2 separate regions of the Macaca mulatta genome follow, and region 1 is linked to region 2. Evidence: chromatin contacts called from public Hi-C data. All regions are on one chromosome and are shown on one strand. The core of a region is the stretch at or near the end of the contact, and the rest is flanking DNA. Distances in the headings are between cores, read along the strand shown. Region 1 has its middle 250 kb from the start of TUT7. Region 2 has its middle 140 kb from the start of TUT7.

The links. Hi-C and Micro-C count contacts between places; a contact is called where the count stands out from the background.
Region 1: a Hi-C map of fibroblasts shows a contact between it and region 2, with 1.9 times the contacts expected there. The contact joins two enhancer-like sites. A contact is called at or near these places in 2 of 14 Hi-C or Micro-C datasets (blood and fibroblasts).

The regions. Positions count from the first base shown.
Region 1 is chr15:117,368,313-117,374,468 of T2T-MMU8v2.0, reverse strand. No RefSeq gene overlaps it. Among named protein-coding and RNA genes, the nearest start is that of TUT7, 250 kb to the right of the region's middle. Within about 2 kb of position 3,253, at least 1 of the 40 cell types and tissues checked has an H3K27ac peak or open chromatin away from gene starts, as enhancers often do.
Region 2 is chr15:117,260,905-117,266,650 of T2T-MMU8v2.0, reverse strand. No RefSeq gene overlaps it. Among named protein-coding and RNA genes, the nearest start is that of TUT7, 140 kb to the right of the region's middle. Within about 2 kb of position 2,735, at least 1 of the 40 cell types and tissues checked has an H3K27ac peak or open chromatin away from gene starts, as enhancers often do.

The DNA of each region.
Region 1 (6,156 bases), core at 2,004-4,503, 110 kb before region 2:
GTTTCCTTCCTCACTTCTGTATGATATTGAATTGCCCAGTTTTACTCTAAAAATATTCAGTATGCTGGCAGAGGGCATGGGTCTGGGCTCTGAAGTTAGACTACCTAAGTTTGGATCCTGGCTCTGCCCCTCATCAGCCGTGTAACCTTGGGGAAGCTAATTAACCTTTCTGTGCCTCAGTCTCCTCATCTGTAAAATGGGGACAGTTAAATAAGTTAATGCACATAAACAGAACACATAGATATAAAGATATAGAACTGTATGTAAAAAATAGAACAGTGACTGGTACAAAGTCACTGCTGCAGCAGAATTTTTTATATGTACTTATTAATATAAGTTGCTTGAATGTCTTTGGGAAGCAGTTTAAGTGTAAATTATAAATATATGATAATATTAGTAAAACATATTTGCTTTAGGAATTTATAGCTCATAATTTTTCTGATGGGTACAGAGTCATTGCTACAACAGGATTTTTTATATATGGTTATTAATATAAATTGCTTCTAGTATCTTTGGGAAGCAGTTTGAGTATAAATTGTAAATATATGATATTAGTAAAACATATTTGCTCTAGGAATGTGTAGCCTGTAATTTTTCTTTTTGATAGCACAATTGACTGAACAAATTTGATTCAGGACCTCATGGTGCGTACACACCACACACACACACACACACACACACACACACACGTGCTATATTGACTTTGAAAAAAAACTACAGCAATATTCTAATCCTAAATATGAGTTTTTTGTATTTGGAATTCTGTGATCTGAATTGCTGCAAAACCTATGTCTACCGGACCACTGCCACTTCTTACATTTTACTATGTTTGAATAATTTGGGTCTCAAAGGAGAATCGTGGTTTAAAAAGCCACATAAAGAGAATAATGTATTAATAAGCTTAACTTTAAACTAAGCATGGGCTCAGACATCAGACCGTGCTGGCAAAAGGTCACAGATCCTGATGTCTATTTCAAAAACTACTTTCCATACCCACCTACCTGGCAACAAAAATGTTAAAACAGTTCATGGACAAAAATAAAAACTTTTTTTGTTCTGGAAGTGTTTGATTCAAATTTCATTTCAGGGATAATGTACTATCTGGCTCTGGAGGCCTTGCCCAGGGAAACAGTGGTGAATGTGATGAGCCCAGGTTCTCCTCAGAGAACTGAGCCACCAAGAGGGTGGCCTTGGCAGGTAAACAGGTAATGATCATGCTGTGTGGAATCTCACCTTCTCGTGCTGGAAGCAAGTGAGAAAAGATACATGAGCTCAGGTAAGATACCTAACTTCAAGCCACAATACACATTTCCAATATTAGCTACGGTTTGCAGAGAACTCACATTTCATGCTGTATCTGCCAGTCACAGAAACCCAGGTGAGAACAAAAACAAACCTATTAGCCACTTTTAAATGGCTGAGTTCATATTTTCAGTGAAAACACTTGGGGTTGGCAACGACCACTAAATCATCTATTGCTCTGCTTCTCCCCCCCTCTCAAAATATTTTTACACCCTTGGAGCTCATACCTTTGTTTACATTGTTTTCATTATGACTATTGATCAAGTAAGAAAGATTTATTGAGCACCAACTCTTTGTGATAGAAATTACAGCACATCCAGAAGTAAAGTCACACCAAACTTAGCTTTTGCAAGACTTAAGATGCTAAATACTATACTTTAAAAAAAAAAAGTGTAGGATGATACAAACAGAAGCACTCAAGTCTACAATTTAGACATCCAGCATGCATTGGCATGGGGTAAGGTTAGAAATGATCCTTGAAGACTAGAGAATAAATGGACGTATAAGGGACGGAAAGTCTCGCTGCATGAGAAAGGCAGGGCAAAGGAGCTGGAAAGTAGAAATAGAAGAGCAAATAGCAAAGATCTGAAATTGGGAACGAGCTTGTCATCTTTGTACAAAATCAGGAAATCAGGCTAGAGCCGGGGCCTATGCACAGGAGGGGTCAGATCAGAACCGCCCCCCCACACATACCTCTCTCTCTTTGATGTGTCTGTGCTTGCACACATGCTGCTCAACTGTCTCCACTGTTTCCACCACCACACTGCACACAACTCAACTAACTGATGTCCTCAAATAATAGAAACTCATTTTCTAGGCTGGACGAGGTGGCTCATACCTGTAATCTCAGCACTTGGGGAGGCCGAGGCGGGCGGATCACGAAGTCAAGAGATCGAGACCATCCTGGCTAAAACGGTGAAACCATCTCTACTAAAAATACAAAAACTTAGCTGGGCATGGTGGCATGCACCTGCAGTCCCAGCTACTTGGGGGGCTGAGGCAGGAGAATCACTTGAACCCGGGAGACAGAGGTTGCAGTCAGCCGAGATCGCGCCACTGCACTCCAGCCTGGGCGACAGAATGAGACTCCACCTCAAAAAAAAAAAAGAAAAAGAAATCCATTTTCCGTTTCTACATCCAGTGGTTAGGAAGTTGTTTCATAATTATAATCTCGTATTGTTAATTCTGTATTATAAAATAGGAATAAATGTGTATTTATACCCTGCTGTTTTCCAAAGTTTAAGATAGTTCACAGAAGTAACATAAAGTACAATGAAAGAGCATGAAACAGCTCTAGATAAGAGAAATAATCAAGAGAAAACAAAAGTATATATTAAGTTGAGCCAGAAAAAAGCTTAGTACTAATTATAGGTCACATGGGGCCATCAATTTGTCTTCTGGTAGCATGGAGAGAGAAACCCGATGGTTATGGGAAAGTGGTCATTTAATCTGTCATAGTCACACATATCTTTAAAGCCATTAGAAGCATTAAGAACCATCCATGTCCAACCCTATCATTTCAAGATGTGGCAGGTGGGGCTCTGGAGCCTATGAGTATGATCACAGAGCTAGTTAGGGCAGAATAGAAGTCAACATTCAGAAGTGTGGAAATTATTCCGAGAGGAGATTAAGAATCAAAATTAAACCAATGAATATAAATCACCTTTCCAAGGATTTGAAACCTCCTTTGAGAACAGTGGAATTTCTTCTGCAAAAGGCACCACTGAGATGCGAATTAAGGAGTATTCTAAGCTTCTAATTAGATTACCTTAATTGTTGTTGCTACATTCAACTGTAATACCAGAAAGAATGCTTGAAATCCAGCATAGTCTTTAGGAGATGGAGTGTTTCTTGTATATGATTCAGCATCAGCAATGAACTATATCTGCTGGTTTTACCACCATCACTAGTGAACTCGCAGAAAGATCCATTTTCTGGTACTTTGGCACAGGCATTTTTGGTTTGTTTGGGTTTTTATTCATTTGAGGGAGTGTTGTAACCACATATCCTCACCCTGGTGGAAAAATGTGTTTTCACTAAAAGTATAATTTACTACTTCAAGTCTGCCCCCTTCATAACAAAATGGTGACTCTACAGGAAAGGCCTCATTGTGAAACTTTGTTGTTGTAATGAGAGAAGAAAGGAATAATATTCAAGCATTGTTAACTTGGTGCAAAGAATCCTTGTTAGAGCTGGTGATACAGCTGTAATGCCCAGTTGATACAACAGCAAGAAAGAAATGGGGCATCCTGCTCATGTGATTAAGATAAAGACTAAGCAGAATTGAAGAAGGAGGGCCACCAAAGACATTTTGTGAGAGATTTGGAAGGTGGAAGTGAAGCAGCACCTTAATATTACACTCAGAAGGTCAGTGGAGGGCTCCTAGGTGCTACTGCAGCTCCCGCTTCTCTCTGTGGAACTTCCTATTGACACAGGCAGCAGCTGGGCCTGCAGCTACTCCATCTCCCCAGATTTTCCTTCACCTTCTCCAACCCCTGGGCCAGGGACATTCTTTGCTAGAGACCACCGACATCATTGAGGTGGAAAGAGCTGAGAGATTGACAAGGGCTCTAGTCCATCTCCACGGTCTTGCTCCTGCTGGTAGTCCCAGCTTGTCCTTGCTGTCCCCACTTTGATGCTCTGACCCTTCCAACTGTTTCAACACCAGGCACAAAGACTGTTTGGGTGAGGGAAAAGGGACAAGATGGAGGAAGGTGAACAAGATGGAGCAGTCCCTGTTGTTTCCTGATTCTTCATCACAGATTTTCCCGCGCCTGGGAAAAGAACCAAATCAACTGAGCCTGTGCAGAATGACGTCAAGCCGGGGACACCTAAATTCAAGAAGCCACTCCTACACACACGCCCCAAACTCCTCCCCTTCCAGCTCCCAGGCATAAAAGTCCGCCGCTGGCAGGAGGCGGCGTGACTTCTTCGGCCCCAGCATTCGTGGACCGGAGAACATCACCGGAGAGCGCCGGCGCGACTTCCCTGGCCCTCCCACCCCCCAGGACCAGAGAACTTCGCCCGAGAGTGTGTGCATATTTGCAATAAAAGACTGCCACTTTCTTACGTACTTTGGCCTCATGTTTAATTACTTAGCTCTCCTAAATTAAGTTACATTAAATTAAATCAAAACAAAGACCATCTTGCCAGCTCCTACAAGGGCCTAAGGGCAAATCCCTCTCATACGCCCTCATAAATCCCTAGTTGTTCTGCTTTCGGACAGCAATGAGGTAATTCTAGCCAATAAATACAGACAGAATCACGGAAGTAGAAAGTCATCCTTTTCCAGCCCTTGATGATCATCAGTGGTTAATAGAACCATCAGGTGAAAGACTGATAAGGAACTGTAGAATGGATGGGTCAGGCTGGCAATACCTTAGGCCACTGATCAACATGAACCTTGCAAAAATGGCTATCAAATAGTAGTCACCTCCTACTGTGAGGCAATAGGGAGGAGGGAGCCCCCATCTGTGATACATTCTAGCCACAAACTTTGGACCTGATTCTAATCAAGGCTCCAGATGAAGCTAACAGTTGACAGGAAATACAGGGGCTAGAAGAACATGGCAAATGACACCAACAGATACAATCATCAAAGTCCAGAATGCAGGGAACTTGACAGAACAGTTTCGTCCCACACTAGATACCTTGGGGCCATCTTTGACTCTTCAAATCCCCACATCTTGATTTCCAAAATATTTCCAAACCCTGTTATTATTCCTTTGCTATCTCTCTTAAATACACCCTTTCTCTTCTTTCTTGAGAACTATGTCACTAATTTATTTTTTGTTCTTATGAGCAGTCTCTTCATTTTAATAGTGTTTATCACACTTTTTAAGTAAATATTAATGTGTGTTTGTTTAATATGTGTCTCCCTCACTCAATTCTAAGAGGCCTATGAAAGGACCTGACTCTTGTTCTCATCTATTACCCTGACATACATTAAGTATGCCACAGTGATATGTTCAAGGCTTAATGCTCAATTGACTGAATGAATAAATGAATACATGCACCAGCCTTTCAGGCTTCTATGTTATTTCCGGACTTTTTCGTTTCAATTCATCTTACATACTGTTACAGTAGGTTGCTAGTTAGACATGAGCAAGGCAGGAGAGGGCCCCCCCACTCCCCGCCCCGTCCCCCATCAGAAATGTCAGGCGACCATCAGATGATGGTCAGGCAGTTGTTAAATTGTCTCTCTAAAAAATAATTGGCCACAGCTGGCACCAGGGAAAGGCAGTCTCCAGTTGACAGAAACACCTGAAACTGGTGATCAGCAGCTTCCCGATAAGATCTCAGGAGCTGGGTTAAGAAGCAAAGCATTAAGAAGCAAAATGGCAGAGTTTAGCTCGTATATGACCTTCCAGGGACATTCAAGTGGTAAGGGAAGAACGCCTCAAGCAAGCATGCACACAACTCCAGTAGACACACTGCACATGCTCCCTTCTCAAGTGCTAGCTGGTCACTGTGCATGCAGACGGCCCACCCCAGGGAAGAATCAGGGGAGAAGGGATGCAACCCACCCCACAAGCATGCCAATATATAACATCCGAAGTCAAAGGTCAAAAAATGCACTTGATTTCTCAAGTCACCTGCTTTGCCCTCTTCCAAGTATACTTTCCTTCATTTTATTCCTGCTCTAAAGCTTTCTGATAAGCTTTCATTCCTGCTCCAGAATGTTCCTCAGTCTCTCACTCGGCCCCTTGGTTAAATTCTTTTTTTCTCAGGAGGCAAGAATTGAGGTTGCTGCAGACCCATACGGATTCACCACCAGTAACATAATTTGGTGCTGTGTGACTTGAATATATTCCCAAGTGCTAACAATAACACCATCACACGATTTCTCCTAAA
Region 2 (5,746 bases), core at 1,486-3,985:
ATATTAGAAAATAAGAAAGAGTTAAAATCAGTCATCTAAGTTTCCATCTTAGGAAACTGAAAATAGAAGAGCAAATTAAATTCAATGTAAGCAGAAGAAATGAAACAATTTTTTTAAATGGAGCAAAAATCAATAAAATTTTTAAAGAAATTAATATAAAAAATCAATAAAATAAAAAACTGGTTCTCTGAAAATAAGTCAATAAAAGTGATGTCTTTGGCCAGCTAACCAGGAAAAAGAGGACAAAAATGACTAATATCAGAAATGAAAGAGGGGACAGATCTCATGGATATTAAATGGATAATAAGGAAATATTATAAGCAACTCTATGCCCAAATTTGATAATCTAGGTGAAATAAACCAATTTCTTGAAAGACACAATTTTCTAAAACTCACACAAGAAAAAATAGACACTCTGAATAGACATATATTTATTATTTATTTATTGAGATGGAGTCTCACTCTGTCACCCAGGCTGGAGTGCAATGGCACAATCTCAACTCACTGCAACCTCCAGCTCCCAGCTCAAGTGATCCTCGTGCCTTGGCTTCCCAAGTAGCTAGGATTGCAGGCATGTGCGACCATGCTTGGCTAATTTTTTTATTTTTAGTAAGGATGGGGCTTCATCATGTTGATTAGGCTCGTCTCTAATTCCTGACCTCAAGTAATTCACTCGCCTCAGCCTCCCAAAGTGCTGGGATTATAGGAGTGATAGACCTATATTTATTAAAGAAATTGAGTACATTATTAATCACCTTCCAAAATAGAAAGCACCAGGCTCAATCACTAGCGAATTCTTCCAAACATTTAAAAAAGAAATTATACCAATTTCTTACAATTTTTACAGAAGATAGAAGTAGAAAGAATACTTCTTAACTCATTCTATGAGGCCAACATTACCCTGATAACAAAACCAGACAAAGACATTGCAAGAAAATTACAGACCAATATCTTTCATGAACATAGAGGCAAAATGCTCAAAAAATAGTAAATCAAAACCAACAATGTATAAAAGCGATTATAAACCATGACCAAGTGGGATTTATCTCAGGTATGCAAGGCTGGTTCAACATTCAAAACTCAATTGATGTAATCCATCACATCAACAGGGCAAAGAACAAACAAACATATGATCATCGCAAAACATGCAAAAAAAAAAAAAGTATTTTAAAAAGTCAACATTCATTCATGACAAAAACTCTCAGTAATCAAGGCTAAATAGAGAAGAACTTCCTCAACCTGATAAGGAATGGCTACAAAAACCTGCAGCTAATCTCATACTTAACGGTGAGAAACTGGAAGTTTTCCCATTAAGATCAGGATCAAAGCAAAGGCATCCTCTGTCAGTACTGCTTTTCAACATTGTATTGAAAGTCCTATCTAATTCAATGAGACAAGAAAATAACATAAAAGTTAAATCGATTGAGGAGGAAGAAATAAAACTGCGTTTTTTCACAGATGACATGATAGTCTATATAAAAAGCCCAAAAGAATCAACAACAACAACAGCAAAAAACACTCTTGGAACTAACAAGCAATTATAGTAAGGATGAAGGATGCAAGGTTATTATACAAAAGTCAATCACCTTCCCACATACCTGCAATGAGTAAGTAGAAACTGAAACACAATGTCATTTATATTCACACTAAAAAAAAGGAAATACTTAAGTATAAATCTACTAAAATATATACAAAGTCTATTCAATGAAAACTATAAAACTCTAAGAAAAGAATAACTAAATAAATGAAATATTACATGTGCCTGAATTGGAAGACTCAGTATTGTCAAGATGCAAGTTCTTCACAACTTGATGTATACATTCAGTGCAATATCAATCAAAATTTCAGTAAGGTAGGGTGCAGTGGTGGGCACCTGTAGTCCCAGTCACTTTGGAGGCTGAGACAGGAGGATCACTTGAGCCTAGGAGTTTAAGACCAGACTGCAAAACATAGCAAGAATCTGTCTCAAAAAAAGGAAAGAAAGAAAAGAAAAGGAGGGGAGGGGAGGGGAGGGGAGGAGAGAGAAGGAAGGAAGGAAGGAAGGAAGGAAGGAAGGAAGGAAGGAAGGAAGGAAGGAAGGAAGGAGAAAGAAAAAAAGAAAGAGAAAGAAAGAAAGAAAGAAAGAAAGAAAGAAAGAAAGAAAGAAAGAAAAGAAAGAAAAGAAAGAAAGAAAGAAAGAAAGAAAGAAAGAAAGAAAGAAAGAAAGAAAGAAAGAAAGAAAGAAAATCTCAGCAAGTTATTCTGTGGATATCAAAACCTGATTTTAAAGTTTATATGGAGAGACAAAAGACTCAGACTAGCTAACACAACATTGAAGTAAAAGAACAAAGCTAGAATGACTTCAAAAATTACTATAAAGCTACAGTAATTAAGACAGTCTGGTACTGGTGAAAGGAGAGACAAAAAGATCAATGGAACAGAATAGAGAGCTCAGAAATAGATCTACATAAAAATAATCAAATGATTTATTTACTTTTTCTTTATATGTGTTTATATTGCCTCATTTGTGCCAACATGCATATGTTACTTTCACAAACAGTAGAAGTAGCCATAATTGAAAATTACAAATAAGAAAAAGAACACTAGTAAGGTGCCTGTGGAACTGGATCCATGATTCAGATTCATGATTCATTATCTTCAAGTTTTGTTTCATGCGCAGCACTATGAGTTGACTGTCTAGACGTGCACACCCACCATATGCTAAGGAAGCAGGATAGAAATGGGAATTTGCTGTGAAACTGTCTCAATAGCTGCTCAAAAGGAAACAATAAAAATAGTTTCATAACACTTGAGATAAGACTACTGGACAAATACTGATCACTTGACGTCATTAAATCAAATGCCTTTTGTGTAAGTTCCTTGGGACAAAGAAATCTAGAAGTATTTCATGTGCAACTTGAAATATGAGTTAGGAAATCAGCAAAGATAAGATTTTAGCACTTTGGTGTGTTCAACAGATGCCACTCATCCTCCCTAACTCCCTAACTAAATCCCAGACATTTGCTTCAAGCCTGGAAGAGACTTGGAACAAACAGCCTATGTTGTTTTTTAAGGAATTACTTTGTGTGCGTGCTCCTTCTCCTGAGCACCTACAAACATTAGCAATATCATAACTTGAAAGGCAGTATGAGATCATGGTTAAAGGTACAATCTCCTTACACAGAATGCCTGTGTTCAAATCTCAGCTCTGCCATTCACTGACTCAGAAAACTCAGTCAACCTCCACACACAGTCAGCTTCCCCATCTAAAATGGGGTGATCTATAATCACCTCTAGGGATGGTTATGAAGATTAAATGGGTTAATATAGGTAAGGCATTTAAAATTGTGCCTGGCATTAAACCATGATAAGTTTTTGTGCATTAAAAACTTCTCATAGCCTTGGCACACATTTTCAAAACTACACATAATATAATTTTTCTCATTCACTCAACATGCATGTGTTGACTGAGTGCCTCCTGCCTGCCAGGCATTGTGCTGGACATCTAGAATAATAAATGAATGAATGAATAAAGCTCATCATCGCTGTGATGAATGGTCCATTGCACACTTCACAATGTGTAAAGAAAATCCTTTATAACCACCATCTCTTTTCAGAGCACAGGACAAATGGAAGCTGTTATTATTATATAATTAGTGGTGGAAGAATGCACAAGCCAGGAACAGGACAGCTCAAGCTGGGTCCTCAAGGAGGAATACCACTAATAGGAGTGTGGCCACAGGGCTTGACACCCCAACTCAGCATTTGTGGCATGACCGTAAATTATTGAGTCTAGAACCACAACAGTTTTCCTGACACCTTAGAAAGTTGGAGTTCCTTCAATGCCTGGTCAAGTTTAGAGCACTATGTCTCTAGGTAACCATGCAAATTCACGCTGGCCCACATGCATAGGCCTGAAAGAAATCAGAACTGACCTAGAAAGAACCAGCAAAGGGAGCTAACAAAAACAAAATGCTAAATCATGAGTCACTCTTTTTATATTTTTCCCTTGGGTTTCATGGGATAAACAGGAGAACTCTTCAGTGCATATAGTTAGTGATTTTAAGCTTTTGGATAGGCAAACGAAGAGATAACCATGGAAATGCTCATTGACCACTGAAAACTTATGTCATCAACAGCATTTTTGTGGCTCAGTGATTATCCCAAATCTGTGAGGCTAAACGCGGTAGCTTTTGAAGCTGTGGTTTTGGTGAGACTTGACAGCAATGCAGCAGGCTCCAAAGAGTACAGCGTTCAGTGGACCCCAAAAGCATTAAGGCCATTTCATTCATTCCTTCGTTTATTCTTTCTGCCGTGACTGCACTTTCCATGTGCCTTATAGGATGCTAAAAACCAGGATTACAAAAGTTGTTTTTAATTCAGAGGAAAAAAACCTGCAATAATCTGTATTCGTTTATTCTTGCATTACCATAAAGAAATACTGAGACTGGACAATTTATAAAGAAAAGATGTTTGATTGGCTCATGGTTCTGCAAGCTATATGATCACGGCTCTGGCATCTGCTTAGCTTCTAGAAAGGTTTCAGGGAGCTTTTACTCATGGTGGAAGACAAAACAGCAGCTTGCACTTCACGTGGCAAAAGCAGGAGCCCGAGGGAGTAGGGAGGTGCCACACTTTAAAACAACCAGATCTCCCAAGAACTCACAATCAGTAGGACAGCACCAAGAGGATGGTATTAAACCATTCTTGAGAAATCCGCCCCCATGATCCAATCAACTCTCCCCAGGCTCCTCATGAGATCTGCACAGAGACAAACATACAAACTATATCATAATCTCAAAAGTTCATATGGGTTTAGTCAGAAAAGAATTAAAGTTTCTGGAATAATAAATATACTATTCTGTGTTGCTTTTATGGAGGCAGTCATTGGCCTAATTAATAGGTCATTACTTCGACTGACCACAATTTTCATGCTAATTTCTCGGAAGATGGTATAATCCAAAAGGGAAGGCTTGGGAAGCTAGTAGGTAAGTAACTGAAAGTAAGTCATCTTCCCCCATCATCGCTCCTGAAGGAATGCTAGTCAAGATTATCCTTAGAAATGGTGCATCGATTAAGGACAAATAAACAATACCTAGCTGGAAACACTGCAATAACAATATGCACTTTCGTGGTTTCCACAACTCCAAGTTAAGATGGAAGTAACAAATTCCCTAGCAGATACTCCTCTTAGCTGGTTTTTATCTGCTGTCATGGGAGTGGCCCCCATGAGTAAACCTCCTCGTCTGAAGACATTCTTGTATGCCTAGACTTCTCTAGGGGCCTCAGAGTCATACTGTCACAAGACAACTATAAAATTTTTATAACAGCAGAAATCTATTGACCAGTGAGTAAACCATACATGCAGTAAAAATTCTGTGTGTCAGAATTCAGAAGCCAGGGCACAGCAGGTCATGCTCTCTGCTCGGCTGCTGGTGTAGAGTTTCCCATGGCACACCATCCTTTTGTTAGTGCATTGCCACCTGTTCACTTACCTCCCCCAAGAAAGATGAATTAATAACCAACCAAAACATTAAATGAAGACAGCCATTTTAAAAACGATTCCATCGAAATACAAAAATTAAAATGACAAAGAAGTCATGTTTGTTTGGGAACTTAAAGGATCAAGATATAATCCTTGATCTGCCCAAGAAAGATGAAAATTGAGGGAGTCGGGACATGGAAGGGAAAGTAATTTGTCTTGGTTACGAGACTGTGTAGGGAGGAGGAAGGGAGTGTCTCCTTTTCAATGGAGGATCACTTGTTT